Linked DNA regions of Mus musculus: all the other regions are linked to region 1. Evidence: chromatin contacts called from public Hi-C, HiChIP or PLAC-seq and promoter capture Hi-C data. All regions are on one chromosome and are shown on one strand. The core of a region is the stretch at or near the end of the contact, and the rest is flanking DNA. Distances in the headings are between cores, read along the strand shown.

Region 1 (3,051 bases), core at 414-2,913:
GCACCACATAAAAAGTAGGCTCTGCCTGAAGTGTGATCTAGCCCAGCATCTGTGAGGCTAGAAAAGAAAGAAAAAAACGAAATGCCTGAAGTAGATGGGTTGCAGGGTTCTAAAAAGTGGGGTGTGCTTGAATTTGGTTACTGGGGACATTTATTTGTCTTTTTGGAGACTTTACATTCACAAGTTCAGTTAGAGCCCATGTTTGGTACTGAGATGCCAGAAACTGCAGGGGAGGTCTCTCTCATTCTTTCCGCCATAGTCCCCATCCTATTTAAAGTGTCCCTAAGGAAAATCCAAGCATCTCTATGGCTGAACATGAGTCTAGAGGGCACATTCGAAAGGTCCCTACATCTGTGGACTTTCTTTTTGTTTGAGATAAGGGCTCAATGTATATCCCAGGCTGCCCTGGAACTTACTAAGTAATCCAGGAAGGCCTGAAAAATATCATTTTTCTGTCTCAGCCTCATGAGTGCTAGGACTATAGGCAGATGTCACACCTGGCTTCTGGGGACTTCTCAGAAACTGTTAATGAAATGTCAAGTGTAACGTAGGCACACAGTAGATGTGGGCTTGGACTAACAGTGCCAAAGCTGGAGTCTGGCATCGTGGCTCGCTAAGATTTCAGTGAGGTGCCATTTATATCTACTTTATTAATACATTAGAGAATTTTTGCCTTATCTTGGAAATTTAGCAGTGCTGGGCACTTAACCATTTGCTAAAGGTCCCCATGTTCCAAGTCTCCTAGGAGAGAATTCTCCTGCCTCCCTGCACTCATACTTAGGACTGTGGCTGGTAGACAGCAGGCAGCTAACCCACGTGGACTGTCTTTTGTGATTGTACTAGAGAAGATGGATGTCTGAGGGGACTTCAAGGTGCGTCCTAAAGAAGCAGCTGTCCAAGGGAGACACTTTGTTCCTGACCACAGCTGGCTCTATTGGCTGACAGTTGTTGAGATATCTTCTGCCCAGATGTTCTCCTCTAATGCCACAAGGGAAATCCTGAAAACTTTAACGGTCTGGATCACCTACTTCTAAGATAGGCTTGCTGACTGCATATCCAGTCTCTTTCCAACTTTGCCAGTGTGTGCTTTTCTGAAAAGGCTAGACTTCACACACACACACACACACACACACACACACACACACACACACACGGTACTTTACATGCAGCAAATGGAATTATTTATTTTAAGTAAAAACACGTAAGGACCTCTTCAGTGTTCAGTACCGATCTTCCCTGAGCAGAAGGCATGTTGGCTATCCTCAGCCTCCCCGCTAGTCAGCTCTGCCAGGTTAGCACTTATGTGACGATTAGCCACATGCGTGTCTAGTTAAGTGTCTCTAAGGCATGATGTTCCCAGGCTATTTATCCCACAGGGCTTGAGCACCCATCTCAGTTGTTGTTTGTTTGTTTGTTTTTAGATGAATCAACTGTCATCTGTGGAGCTTTCTGTGCAGGGCACAGGACAGAAGAGGGAGGAATAGGCGTGTCCTAGCTGGAAAGAGAAAGGCCTGGCCCTGGAGGGCGGGACTTGGCAGTGTGGAGGGCGGAGCCCGGCTGCGGTGGGCTGGGTCTGGCCCTGGAGGGCGGAGTCTGGCTGTGGAGGGCGGGGCCTGACCGCGGAGGCGGGCGCGCCACAGCAACCCAGCCTCATTTCCCTCATTTCCTCGCGCGCGCCGGAAGTGGCGGTGCTCCGCGGCGGCGCGCCGGGCCGGCCCCGCGCAGGGCGCTGGCCAGGTGTGCAGGTCCCCAGAGGCGGCGACGCTGAGCGGCGGGCGCGGTGAGTACCGCCGTGTCCTGCCGCGCCTCTGGGCAGCGGCCGGTCCCCTCGGACGAGCCCTCCGGGACGCCGCTGGGCGCGGCGCTTCCTTGACGCGCCCTCCCGAGGCTGGTCCCGTTTTGGAGACCGCTGCTGCCAGGGACCGCTGGTTTGCGTGTCAGGTTTTTTTTTTAACCTCCTCGTCATCATCTCTGCTGAGTGGCTAAACTTTTTACTGTGGGGTTGAACGCGCCCACTGGCAGCAGCCCTCCTGCCTCTGACAAAACGCTCCCCTTTAAAAGATGCTCTTGGAGTAGGAATTGATGATCGCCGGAACCTGGATAAAAACCAAAAACGGAGAACTGTCAGAAGGACCAGATAGTTTAGAAAATTCCTGCATTTCTGAGCAACTGGCTGGGTAATTTGTCAAATACCACAGCGGTACTTGTGTTTGTGATGATGACATTGGCGGCATGACAGTTTGGTTACAAATCTAACGCTTTTCTTCTTAAGTCCTCATTAAATCTGAAGGTGTGCTTTAGCTTGTTTTTGAAATGTACATGCAGTGTCCTGACAGTTCATGCCACTGAAGGCCCCTGGGCCTTTAATACCTTGGGGATTAATGCCATCTCTTAAAGGTGCATTTAAAAAAGCACCTCTGATTTCCGAAGTAATAAAAAGGTGTTTTATGGCATAATATTCGGGAATATTTGCTACTATCTTTTTTAAATTATGTGACTAAAAGAATATAAAAAGGGTGTTGTGTTTTCAGTATATGAGGCTTAGAAGTGTTGATATTAAACAACCAGCTTTAGTTTCAGATAATTAAGAAATTACTGTTTATCCATCTACACTCCTTTTGTAGTGGTATAAAATATAAAAAAACGTCAACAAATGCATGAAAATGAACTGTCTGTGAATCATTACATGCTTCTTACCTTGTCTGCTGCTACACACATCAGATTTTAATTGTACAACATTCCCATAGTGCTCTGCTTCTTCCAAATAGGTTACCCCTGCTTCCCCATTAAGAGTTCTGACTTCTTTCATCAGCCATTAGTTTGGACTATTTTAAGCTTCATGTTAATGGAGTTAATATATAGTATTCTCAGAATATTGCTGTGGAAGTCACTGTTCGTGTTTTTTGATATGATATCATTCATATCATGGTATGGTGTTGATAATTCTTTCTTATAGTGTAATGTGCCATTCTGTGATGTGATTGTTCTTCTGTTCATGAATGTGTGCTTCCAGATTTGTGTATTATTTGTTTTAGGTTTTAGGGGTGTTAT
Region 2 (3,051 bases), core at 362-2,861, 230 kb before region 1:
CTTGGTCCTTAATGGAGCAAATATGGAGGTGTCCCATCTCAGCAATTAATGTGGTCAATGCAGGTGATACCAAGCCTGAAGTGTAATAACAAGGTGACTGACTGCGCCATTGGTACTAGACAGAGTGGTACTTGGGTTCACCAGCATTCTGAACGTGTCTGTGAGGACTTCCAGCAAGGTTCCCACAATCTGTTTGGGACCTCCCTAGAAAAGAAGGGCAGAGGAAAGGGAATTCTCTCCCATCCTGCCTATTTGGACCCCAGCAGGGCTCTTCTGCCCAGAGACTGAGATGTAAAACGTCAGCTGAACCCGCATTCCCTGCTGTCATAGATCTACAGCTTGCAGACTATCAGCTGTGGGTCTTTTCTGCCTCTACCACCACATGAGAAATTCCCATAATACAAATTTTAATGCCTGCCCACATCTCCTATTGGCTCTGTTCCTCTGGGGAACTCTGACTAGCACATCTGAGAAACACTGTTCAGCCCAGGAGAAAGCAAAACAGAAGAAGGCCTTGATGTCTTTGGACCAGAGTAAGAAATCTGTGGGTGCACTCATCCCTCCTCTTTGTTTGTCCCACAAATGCTGACCACCAGGTTTAGTGCAGGCTAGCCCATGTTGGCCTTCCTGGGTGCATGCTCTTGGGAGAGGCAGGTAGTGGTAGCAGGCAGATGAGAACATAGAGGTTAACAGGACTATGGCTTGGGGGCTGAGGATGGCCACCTATTACCTGGGTTGCCTGGGCAAGACCCTGGCCATATTGACTCCACCAACCTTGCTTCCCTTGGCTCAGCAAGTCCACAGAACAAAAGAGGTCTACAGAGGTAGCCATCCTTGCCGGAAGGCCCCTGCAGACAGGGTGGCTAGCTCTGCTGGACAGACACTGCATCTCGGGTTTGTTTTTATCTTTTATGAGGCTATGGAAGCCAGGATTGCAGCCCCTGCTCATTGCAGCGTCTGGGCTCTTGCCCAGGGACTCTAAGGTCCACAGTGTAACCTGCTCCTGGCTGCTTTACTTGAGTGCCTCTCCTCCTCTCCACATGAGAACACCAGCTTCTCTCTGATGGGTCTGCCTTCTCTTTTTACTTCCTGTATGTGTAACATCTTTGTGGACTGGCTGGCATGTCTTGGTGAGGCGATCTTGGCCTCAGCCAGTGAGTCTGACTGTGCCCTACTGTCACCTGGGTGGCACTGTGTGGCTTCTTGCCCAAAGAACTCATGGTCATCTCTGAGTTCCCATGAGGCTCACTGACTGAGCAAGCCTTCCTTTATTCTCCAAACTGACACCTACAGTTTGGCTGTGGAAGGCAGCCCCTTCCGTGGAGCTCTTATGTGGGCTAAGTTGATAGCTGGTGGCTGAAAGGCTGGCTGCTGGGTCTACAGTTAGGGTATGCGCTTACGTCCTGCATAAGTGACAGGCTCTTGTTCTGAATGTAACTTGTCATCAGCATGGCTAAGGGAAGGGCAGAGGACAAGTTCCCTTGGATGGACACCTTGGTCTGACCGTGTACAGAGATGAGAGTTCTCCCTCACACCTACGGTGGCCTTAGCTCACCTCCTGGAGCGAGTCACCAAGTGCTGTGTGTTCCCTAGAGAGGCAGGCGGCCTGTTGTCCTTGGTGTGTGCATCATATATGATTCATACAGGCTGTCTGGACGCCTCTGAGTCAGACACCCATCATACTCAGGGACTCGGCTCTTCCCAGCTTTTCTCCTGTCCTTACTTCTCCCTTGGGTCTGTGGGTCGGTTGACATTGGTATCTCTCTAAGATTCTTTTCATGGTCCCCCTGGATCAAGAAAGGAACAGTTTATGGTTGGAAACACAGCAAGTCCACCCCTCATGCTTCCTAGAAATCCGAGTGCAGATCTTTCTCGAATATGAGAACCAACTGGGCAAGAGATATCGCTATCAGCTGATCAGGAAACACAACCATCAACCCCACAGTCCCTCCGACAGTAGGAGACAAGCTTACTGCAGTGGTGACATAGAAAGTACAGAGAACATTTTGGGAAGGCTAAACAGGCTCTCTAAGTGAGACTTGGAATGGGTGGGTCATCTGTGAGGGCAAATTGGGCTACTCATGCTGGGAAGACAACAATGTATACTAACTTGCCCCTCTATTGGGACTACTCTCGTTTCAGTATTGAAAGTTCCATGATGAACCCTGGACTTCATGGGTGGTTGGTTCCCTGTGTGGACAATGGGATCTAACATAAGAAGAGAAGCCATGGTACAGGCGGTGCTCAGATGGTGACACGCATGTCCATACCTGATGGTGTGGACCAACATGGAAAAATTTGAGTGCTTTGGGCAAGATCATGCTTCAAGAAGCTTCTGAGCCAGGCAATGGTGGTGCACGCCTTTAATCCCAGCACTCGGGAGCAGAGGCAGGTGGATTTCTGAGTTCGAGGCCAGCCTGGTCTACAGAGTGAGTTCCAGGACAGCCAGGGCTACACAGAGAAACCCTGTCTCGAAAAAAACAAATATATATATATATGTATGTATGTATGTGTGTGTGTGTGTGTGTGTGTGTGTGTGTATGTATGTATGTATGTATGTATGTATGTATGTATGTATATCTTCTTGAAAGCAGGGGAAAGGGAGGAAGATCCCTGGAGGCTGAGGGACATTGAGTCCATCCAAGAACATCTGTGCTATGCAAGTTGGATCTGGAGGCAAGTAGGTTTTAGGGAACTGGTAGGGGGAGCCCCTGTATTCCAGGGAGCTGACTAGCTATGTCTGAGATTTTGATGAACGAAGGGGACTGCATCTGGATAAGATTGAAATACACAAGCCCCAGGCTTGCAGACACAGGATCAATATGTGCCAGCGAGTTGGTCAGCAAATGTTATGAGTCAGCTGGGAGTACTTAGGGCAAGAAGGGCCACGGCTGCTACAGAGAGGGGTTGACAGGAGAACCAGAGGCTCCCTGGGGAATTGGAGCAGGGGGAACACAGCCACTGTGGGGACTGAGGGTGGCAGCAGCCTGTAATCTAAGCACTCAAGAGGCAGAAATAGATGATTCCAGAGCAACCAGGCTAGCTAGACCA
Region 3 (3,051 bases), core at 326-2,825, 200 kb after region 1:
AATAGAACCCACCAGGAAGGCCAGCAGCTGATCAGTGGACAGTGGAGACGGGAGACACATACACAATGGAATTTTACTCAGCTTTAAGAAAAAGTGAAATTTGAGGGGAAATGGATGTGACTGAAAAATATAGTAATTAAGAGAAGTGTGCCGATTGATTTTTGTCAAATTGACATAAACCTAGACAAATCTGGGAAAAGGGAATCTTAATTGAGAAAATGACTCCATATCTGAGGAGAAATGGAGAAAATGCCACCATAAAATTGACTTCTAAGCCGGGTAGTGGTGGCGCACTTCTTTAATCCCAGCACTTGGGAGGCAGAGGCAGGCAGATTTCTGAGTTCAAGGCCAGCCTGATCTATAGAGTGAGTTCCAGGACAGCCAGGGCTATACAGAGAAACCCTATCTTAAAAAAAAAATTGACTTCTAGACAAATCTGCAAGGCATTTTCTTGATTAATAGTCAATTCGGTAGGGTCTAGCTCACCCGGGGTGACATCACCCCTGGCCAGGTGGTCCCGGGTAGTGTAAGAAAACTGGTTGAGGGCTGGGTACGATTACACATCTTTAATCCCAGCACTCAGGAGGCAAAGGCAGGCAGAACATCACAATTACAAAATTAAAAAGAAAGTAACTGTTGAATCCTTTCACAGCCCTTTCCCACCTATCTAAGACAGACAACCTCAACTCTTCTTCAGTGACCTCTAGACAGGGACAAGTCTCCCTCACTTGGGAAAGAGAAGAGATTCGAGGATCATCCAAAGGTCCATGGTAGGATGGTTTGGGCCAGCATCGGACAAAGCAGGCTATCCTGTCCCTGGCAATGTCCCTCCCTCTGTGGGAGGCAGGCAAAAGTCTACCTGGACTGGGACAGTGTCCTATTCCACCTGAAGTAGGTTCCTCAAGTCACAGGGTGTCTAGGTTTAGCAAGAAGGTGGTAAAGTGAACCAATGGTTCCCTGTCAGACCCAGCCCCGTCTCTCTGAACACCGAGTTCAAATAAAAACAGTGCGACTGCCAGTCTCTATTATCTACTTCACTGTCTCCAAGGTATTCCACACAGCACAAGCCAGGAGGCTGAACCCCTGCGGCCTTTAGTGTGTGTGTGTGTGTGTGTGTGTGTGTGTGTGTGTGTGTATGTGTGTGTGAGAGAGAGAGAGAGAGAGATCAGAGATAACTTCTGAGTCAGCTTTCGTTCTACCCTGTGGTTTCTGGGCTCAGATTCAGCTTGTCAGTTGTGGTAACAAGTACTTTTACCTTCCAAGCCATCCTTCCAAACCTGGAGCTTTCTCGTAAGACCTAGGTAGACTGAGGAGGCCCCCTTTTCCTCTGGAGCATGGACTGAAATCCAGTAGTCTCAGTTTTCCCGTCTCTCCCTCATTCCTTAGCTTGAAGGAGCCAGGACCCAGCACTGGCTCTACCCTGGGTGTGGTAAGTGAGCTATGGCCTTAAGAGCAGGTGGGGAGGGCTGCCTACGGGAGCATAAGAGGTAGGACCAGTTCCCTCCAGACTGCTGGTGTGTGGCCCAGGGCGGAGCCCCTGGGTTTAAAGAGCAGAACCCACCTAGGCTCTCCTCAGACTTCCTCTCTGCACCACTCCCCTGGCTCGAGTCATCTCCCGGGTGAGTAGATGTTTGCTGGGACTTAAGTGTGCTCCTTAGAAGGGGTGGCAGAAAGACCATCTGAGGAAGGGGGAGGGGATGCCTCCAAGACTCTGAGAAGTGAACAACTATTTGGGGATTGTGAGAACAGAGATGGCCTCTCCCGGCCTTGAGAGTTCTGATTTTAAGACTGTGTAGCAGCGAGTTCAGGACTAGGGGAAGTAAGGGCCAACCTTTAACAGAAGCAGAAGTAAAATGAAAATGAGACAATCCAGGAGCTGTGGCTTTGTGTGAAGGGGTAGGAGAAACTGATGAAGGACAAAAGAAAACCAGCTTCAGAGACTGGTAGATTATAAACTCCCATGTCCAGGAGATTTTTAATCCATTTTTCCATCTTAAGGCAAAAAGCCCATGTGGTTTATATATACTGTAGCAGGTTTTCAGGGCTAGGTCTATATTTTAGGATTTACATATCATACATAGCTCCCTTAATTTCATCTGCATAATTTACAAGGTTGTTATAATTTTCAGGACACTGAAACACAGAGATATTACCTGCTAAGTCACACACCTGGTAAGTGGATGTGAGAAGACTGAGCCCAGCCAGTAGGTGCTGGATCTGTGATCTCATTAGCAGATCAGAGCTAAGTATAGTAGACAGTAACCGAGGCTTCAAAACTGAACCCTTGGCACTAGCCTATAGCTACCATTATACAGAAAGAAAGGCTGGGGCTTTTTCTCTCTAAAACTCAGCTGCACAAGGGGTGTCACAAGCAATGTAAATGAGGCCCTGGGTAGGACCTACTCACAGGAGAAAGGGGCTATGTCTCTCACACCAGCAGACCTTTCTAGCAGGTACCTATGCTCTGAGTAGATCTGGGGCTGCTTGGAGCAGAGTTCCTGGCTCTAGAAGAGGAGGCTGGAACTGCACCCTCCAGCCCTGTTGTTGAATTCTGAGATAATCTACGACTCAACCGGATTACTCCAGGCCCAGATCTTTTCAAGTGGAAGAGGCAGGGCCTGGACACCTGGTTGGGAAAGCCTAGCTCCTTCGTAGAACAGACACCTACCTCACTTGGAGCATTTGGTTTTATCTTCGTGGATTCCTACCTTCTGTGAAAGAGATGATCGCAAAGCCTACGTGGTCACTCCAGGGTGTTCTGTTTCTGAACACGTAACTAGAATTAAGCAATCCACATACCCGGGTAATCACTAGTACCATCTGTATGGGGAAGTGGAAAGCGATCGTTTCCTTAAGGTCAGCGCTTGCCTATGTGGGATTCATATGTCTAATTTTCACACCAGTTCTGCCTCTTACTAATGGGGTGAGCTGTGGCAGGTCACAGATCACAGACCCAAGCCACCACTTCTACTCTGCATCTCACCCAGCAGCCTGCAGTCTCACCCTGGGTCCTGATATGGAGGAAATCACCTGTGCCTTTCTCCTGCTGCT
Region 4 (3,051 bases), core at 139-2,638, 200 kb before region 1:
CTTCAGTGGCTCATCCCAAACTTGGACTGAAACTCTAGAACAAGAGAGACCACTTCAGAAACTAAGACAAAGGGTGGCCCTGGGGCCTGGGAGGTTTCAGACCACAGGCATAATCCATTGCATGTCACCTCCCTGGCAGAAGAATGTGAAGAGGATATTGAGGATGACACCCAGACTAGAGATGCTGAGCCATTAGGCCGTCACATCCCATTCTTCTACGTGACTTCCTCTGTTGCCACTTAGGCCTGCCGGGAAGGCTGCGGTTGAGCCCAATGTTTTCCTCCTTGACAGCGCTGGTGGCTCAAGGTCAGGCTGGAGTGACAGGAGAGGAGCCTGTGGACAGCTATCTTATGAATGGGCTCCCATCTGACTGCGATTGGAATGAATACCCAGCTTCTGCTTCCAGGAACGTCTCCAGCAAAAAGATCTGGACTGAGAAGGTCTGGGCTGGAATGCTCTGAAGGCTAGCCATAAATCCCCACCCCTGCCCCAGAATGATGATGCATAAGCTAATTGCTCTGGAGGCACCCCTGCTCACCCCTTGGAGCCAACATGTCATTCTGCATCCTCCCAGCTCTGCCACTCTCTGGGAACAGGGCCAAAGAGGGGTGGATGGGAGTTGGCAAAGTCACCACGAAGGAAAACATTTTAATTCATTTAATTATGAGACTCTCAGAAATCCATGCTCTGTTTCTCCTTGGGCTGGTTAAAGAAAATGAGAAGTGGCTTGTTCCGACCCCCACCTTCTCCTTAGCCAAAGAGCCTCTGAAAAAGTGTGGGGTGTGGGCAGCACAGAGCTGTGCACAGCCAGGAACAATAGCCCGGCACGTACAATGCTAGTCCGCCCACTGCTGGCTTGCAAGATTCCCCCTGTGCACTTCACATTTCCTTCTGTGGTCTGCGTTTTGCTGCACACTAAACTTTGCGCTTCCTTCCTTTTCCAAGCACACAGGTGACATCAAGGTAGTAACATGTGAAACTTGTAGGGAATGATCAGCCTTTCCTTAGCGATCATGAGGTCCTTAACAGTATGGTTTAGCATCCAGGCCACCGTCTTGTAACACAGACTCGCTAGGTCCAGAGTCTGTTTGCTGGGCTCTGCTCTAGCTCTGGAGAATGTACACAGTAGCTACCACCAGAAGCTTACATCTCTTTAAGGAGCTCACTGAGTGAAGACAAATGTATCAAATGGTGGAAAGGAACATACACAAAGTATCCCCCTAGTCAAAACCAGCCTGGGGCACCGGGTACCCAAGGGAGACAGACAGCTCTCTCTCTCCACTCTTCACCAAGGCAATCAGGAATCAGGTAGCAACAGTCTAGGGCAGTCTAGGGCGTCCTCTAAACAGCGCCTCTCGATTTTAGTGAATAATTGCTGGGCACTGCAGTGGGCTAACAGCCAGGAGGCTTCTGAAAGGCTCTGCTAGGAATGTATAAGGCTCTGGGCACGGGTACACTAAGCCTGGATGGTAAGATCTTTCTTTTTGCTTGGGTAGCTGTGGAAGCCAGAGTGAGTAGTGCAGGGGAGGCCAGAAGCCTGCAGTGGCCCCTGCCTCTATCCCCAATCTGTAGAAGAAGTTGGAGCAGGCAGGGGTTGGGACATTGCTTAGCCCATGTGTGGAGGACACAGTCTGTTTTTCCCGGGAGAGGAAGGATTTTATCTCTGTCCAGTGGGTACAACTGTGTCCACTAGCAGGGAGTTTCTGCAGATTCCTCAGTTTTCCTGCTTCTCAGAGCCTCTTGACCAGCTTGGCCTCTGGCTCCATATGGGATCCAGGACCGACCCCACAACCAGCTAACTTCAGCTATTCCAGACCAGATAGCACATGGCAACCTGTAGTGTCTAAGGTGCTACAGCCTGTAGAGATAATATCTTGTGCGTTGTATGGATGCATCACCTGTCAATTAAAAAGCTTATAGCCTATGGCTTAGGCAGGAAATAGGTGGGACGTCCGAGAGGAGAAAGGATTCTGGGATAGAGCCAGGTGCAGGAGATCCACTCAGGAAGATGTGAGGAGACAGACGCATGGTACCTGAGCACAGGCTCTACTCTCAGAGCAGAGCCTAGCTATATGGTCCAGGTATTTGTAAGTATATTTTTGAGTCTGAGTCTTATTTCTGGGATCATGAGCTTAGGAGGAAGAACCAGGGCCTAGCTTCTACAACAGCCAAGCTAAATGCATGCCCATGCTGCAACCCTTTACTGCACCCGAACTAGCACCAACATGACCCATCTCGCCCACGTCCCCGGGGAGGAAAACCAAGTCACATAAGCATACAAAACAGTTTCTGAGGATGCATGTCATGAAAAATACAAAACAAATCATGGGAATGCCAGTGACAGGCTGGCATGGTGGGGAGCAGCCACTGTACTGGAAAGTCAGATCTGCTCATAGATGTCCAGAGCAAGGGAGTGGGCAGCAGAGCAGAGGGCCTGTGGCAGGGGCAAGCTTGGAGAGCTCTGGGCAGGAGGGTGGTGCAAGACAGTATTGAGCAACCCAGGAGGACGCAATGGTCAGTGAAGCACATGGCCTGGGCTTAGGCTCCCTTCTAAATTCAGGAAAGCAGGGTTTGCATAGGGTTAATGTGGATGGTATATTTGGAAGCGTTGGCTGGGGCTGGGGATGCCCTATGTGCCAGGCTGAGGAGGCAGGCTCTCCTGGAGGAGACAGGCATTCCAGAGGGCGGTGGCCCATGGTTCTCATCTCTATGCTTTTGTTCTACCCAAGGGCCAACCTTTGAAGGTCATGACCTTGCCTAGCCGAGTATCAACCTCATAGGGTTCACACCAGACTGCATTCCACACCAGTCTTGGGGAGAAAGTATACAGTGGATGACGGCTTAATGGGCTTCCCCGTGGAGTGATGAAAATGTTCTAGAACTAGATAGTCACATGACATAGTGAATGGCCCGTGTCATTGGCCTTGCACTTTAAAATAATGAAGTTTGGGTCATGTGTAGTTTTGTGACAATAAAAACACTAGTTCAATGTCTTTTCATGATAAAACTTTCTAGAAACATAAGAACACACACACACACCACCTCTTACAG

Evidence for each region. A called contact is a pair of places that touch in the nucleus more often than the background predicts. HiChIP or PLAC-seq counts read pairs in DNA pulled down with a chosen protein or histone mark. Capture Hi-C pulls out chosen DNA fragments and counts their contacts.
Region 2: a FOXA1 HiChIP or PLAC-seq map of pancreatic cancer cells shows a contact between it and region 1. The contact joins the enhancer-like site here to the promoter of Csgalnact2 in region 1. A contact is called at or near these places in 8 of 39 promoter capture datasets (the 3T3-L1 cell line, 3T3-L1-derived adipocytes, the HPC-7 cell line and 3 more), 1 of 15 datasets of contacts at CTCF or cohesin (large pre-B cells), 1 of 484 Hi-C or Micro-C datasets (the 3T3-L1 cell line), 4 of 115 datasets of contacts at active chromatin or transcription factors (the 230-238 cell line, embryonic stem cells, pancreatic cancer cells and 1 more) and 4 of 9 other capture datasets (adipose tissue, embryonic stem cells, liver and 1 more).
Region 3: a promoter capture Hi-C map of liver shows a contact between it and region 1. The contact joins the promoter of Fxyd4 here to the promoter of Csgalnact2 in region 1. A contact is called at or near these places in 6 of 39 promoter capture datasets (the 3T3-L1 cell line, fetal liver, hippocampal neurons and 2 more), 1 of 15 datasets of contacts at CTCF or cohesin (the NIH/3T3 cell line), 5 of 484 Hi-C or Micro-C datasets (CD4 T cells, LSK cells, memory CD8 T cells and 2 more), 3 of 115 datasets of contacts at active chromatin or transcription factors (bone marrow-derived macrophages, effector CD8 T cells and memory CD8 T cells) and 3 of 9 other capture datasets (adipose tissue, liver and pancreatic islet).
Region 4: a Hi-C map of the N1E-115 cell line shows a contact between it and region 1, with 2.7 times the contacts expected there. The contact joins the enhancer-like site here to the promoter of Csgalnact2 in region 1. A contact is called at or near these places in 1 of 484 Hi-C or Micro-C datasets (the N1E-115 cell line), 1 of 115 datasets of contacts at active chromatin or transcription factors (acute myeloid leukemia) and 3 of 9 other capture datasets (adipose tissue, embryonic stem cells and pancreatic islet).

What each region holds. Positions count from the first base shown.
Region 1 is chr6:118,137,752-118,140,802 of GRCm38.p6, reverse strand. Csgalnact2 (chondroitin sulfate N-acetylgalactosaminyltransferase 2) reads left to right here and starts at 1,663. Exons shown (of 8, transcript NM_030165.3): 1 at 1,663-1,780.
Region 2 is chr6:118,366,266-118,369,316 of GRCm38.p6, reverse strand. No RefSeq gene overlaps it. Among named protein-coding and RNA genes, the nearest start is that of Bms1, 52 kb to the left of the region's middle. Within about 2 kb of position 1,611, at least 32 of the 459 cell types and tissues checked have an H3K27ac peak or open chromatin away from gene starts, as enhancers often do. A contact at or near this core is called in pancreatic cancer cells, where this site is marked.
Region 3 is chr6:117,935,859-117,938,909 of GRCm38.p6, reverse strand. Fxyd4 (FXYD domain-containing ion transport regulator 4) reads left to right here and starts at 1,575. Exons shown (of 9, transcript NM_033648.1): 1 at 1,575-1,619; 2 at 2,130-2,172; 3 at 2,988-3,051. The coding sequence starts at 3,017.
Region 4 is chr6:118,334,483-118,337,533 of GRCm38.p6, reverse strand. No RefSeq gene overlaps it. Among named protein-coding and RNA genes, the nearest start is that of Gm30498, 27 kb to the right of the region's middle. Within about 2 kb of position 1,388, at least 19 of the 459 cell types and tissues checked have an H3K27ac peak or open chromatin away from gene starts, as enhancers often do. A contact at or near this core is called in the N1E-115 cell line, where this site is marked.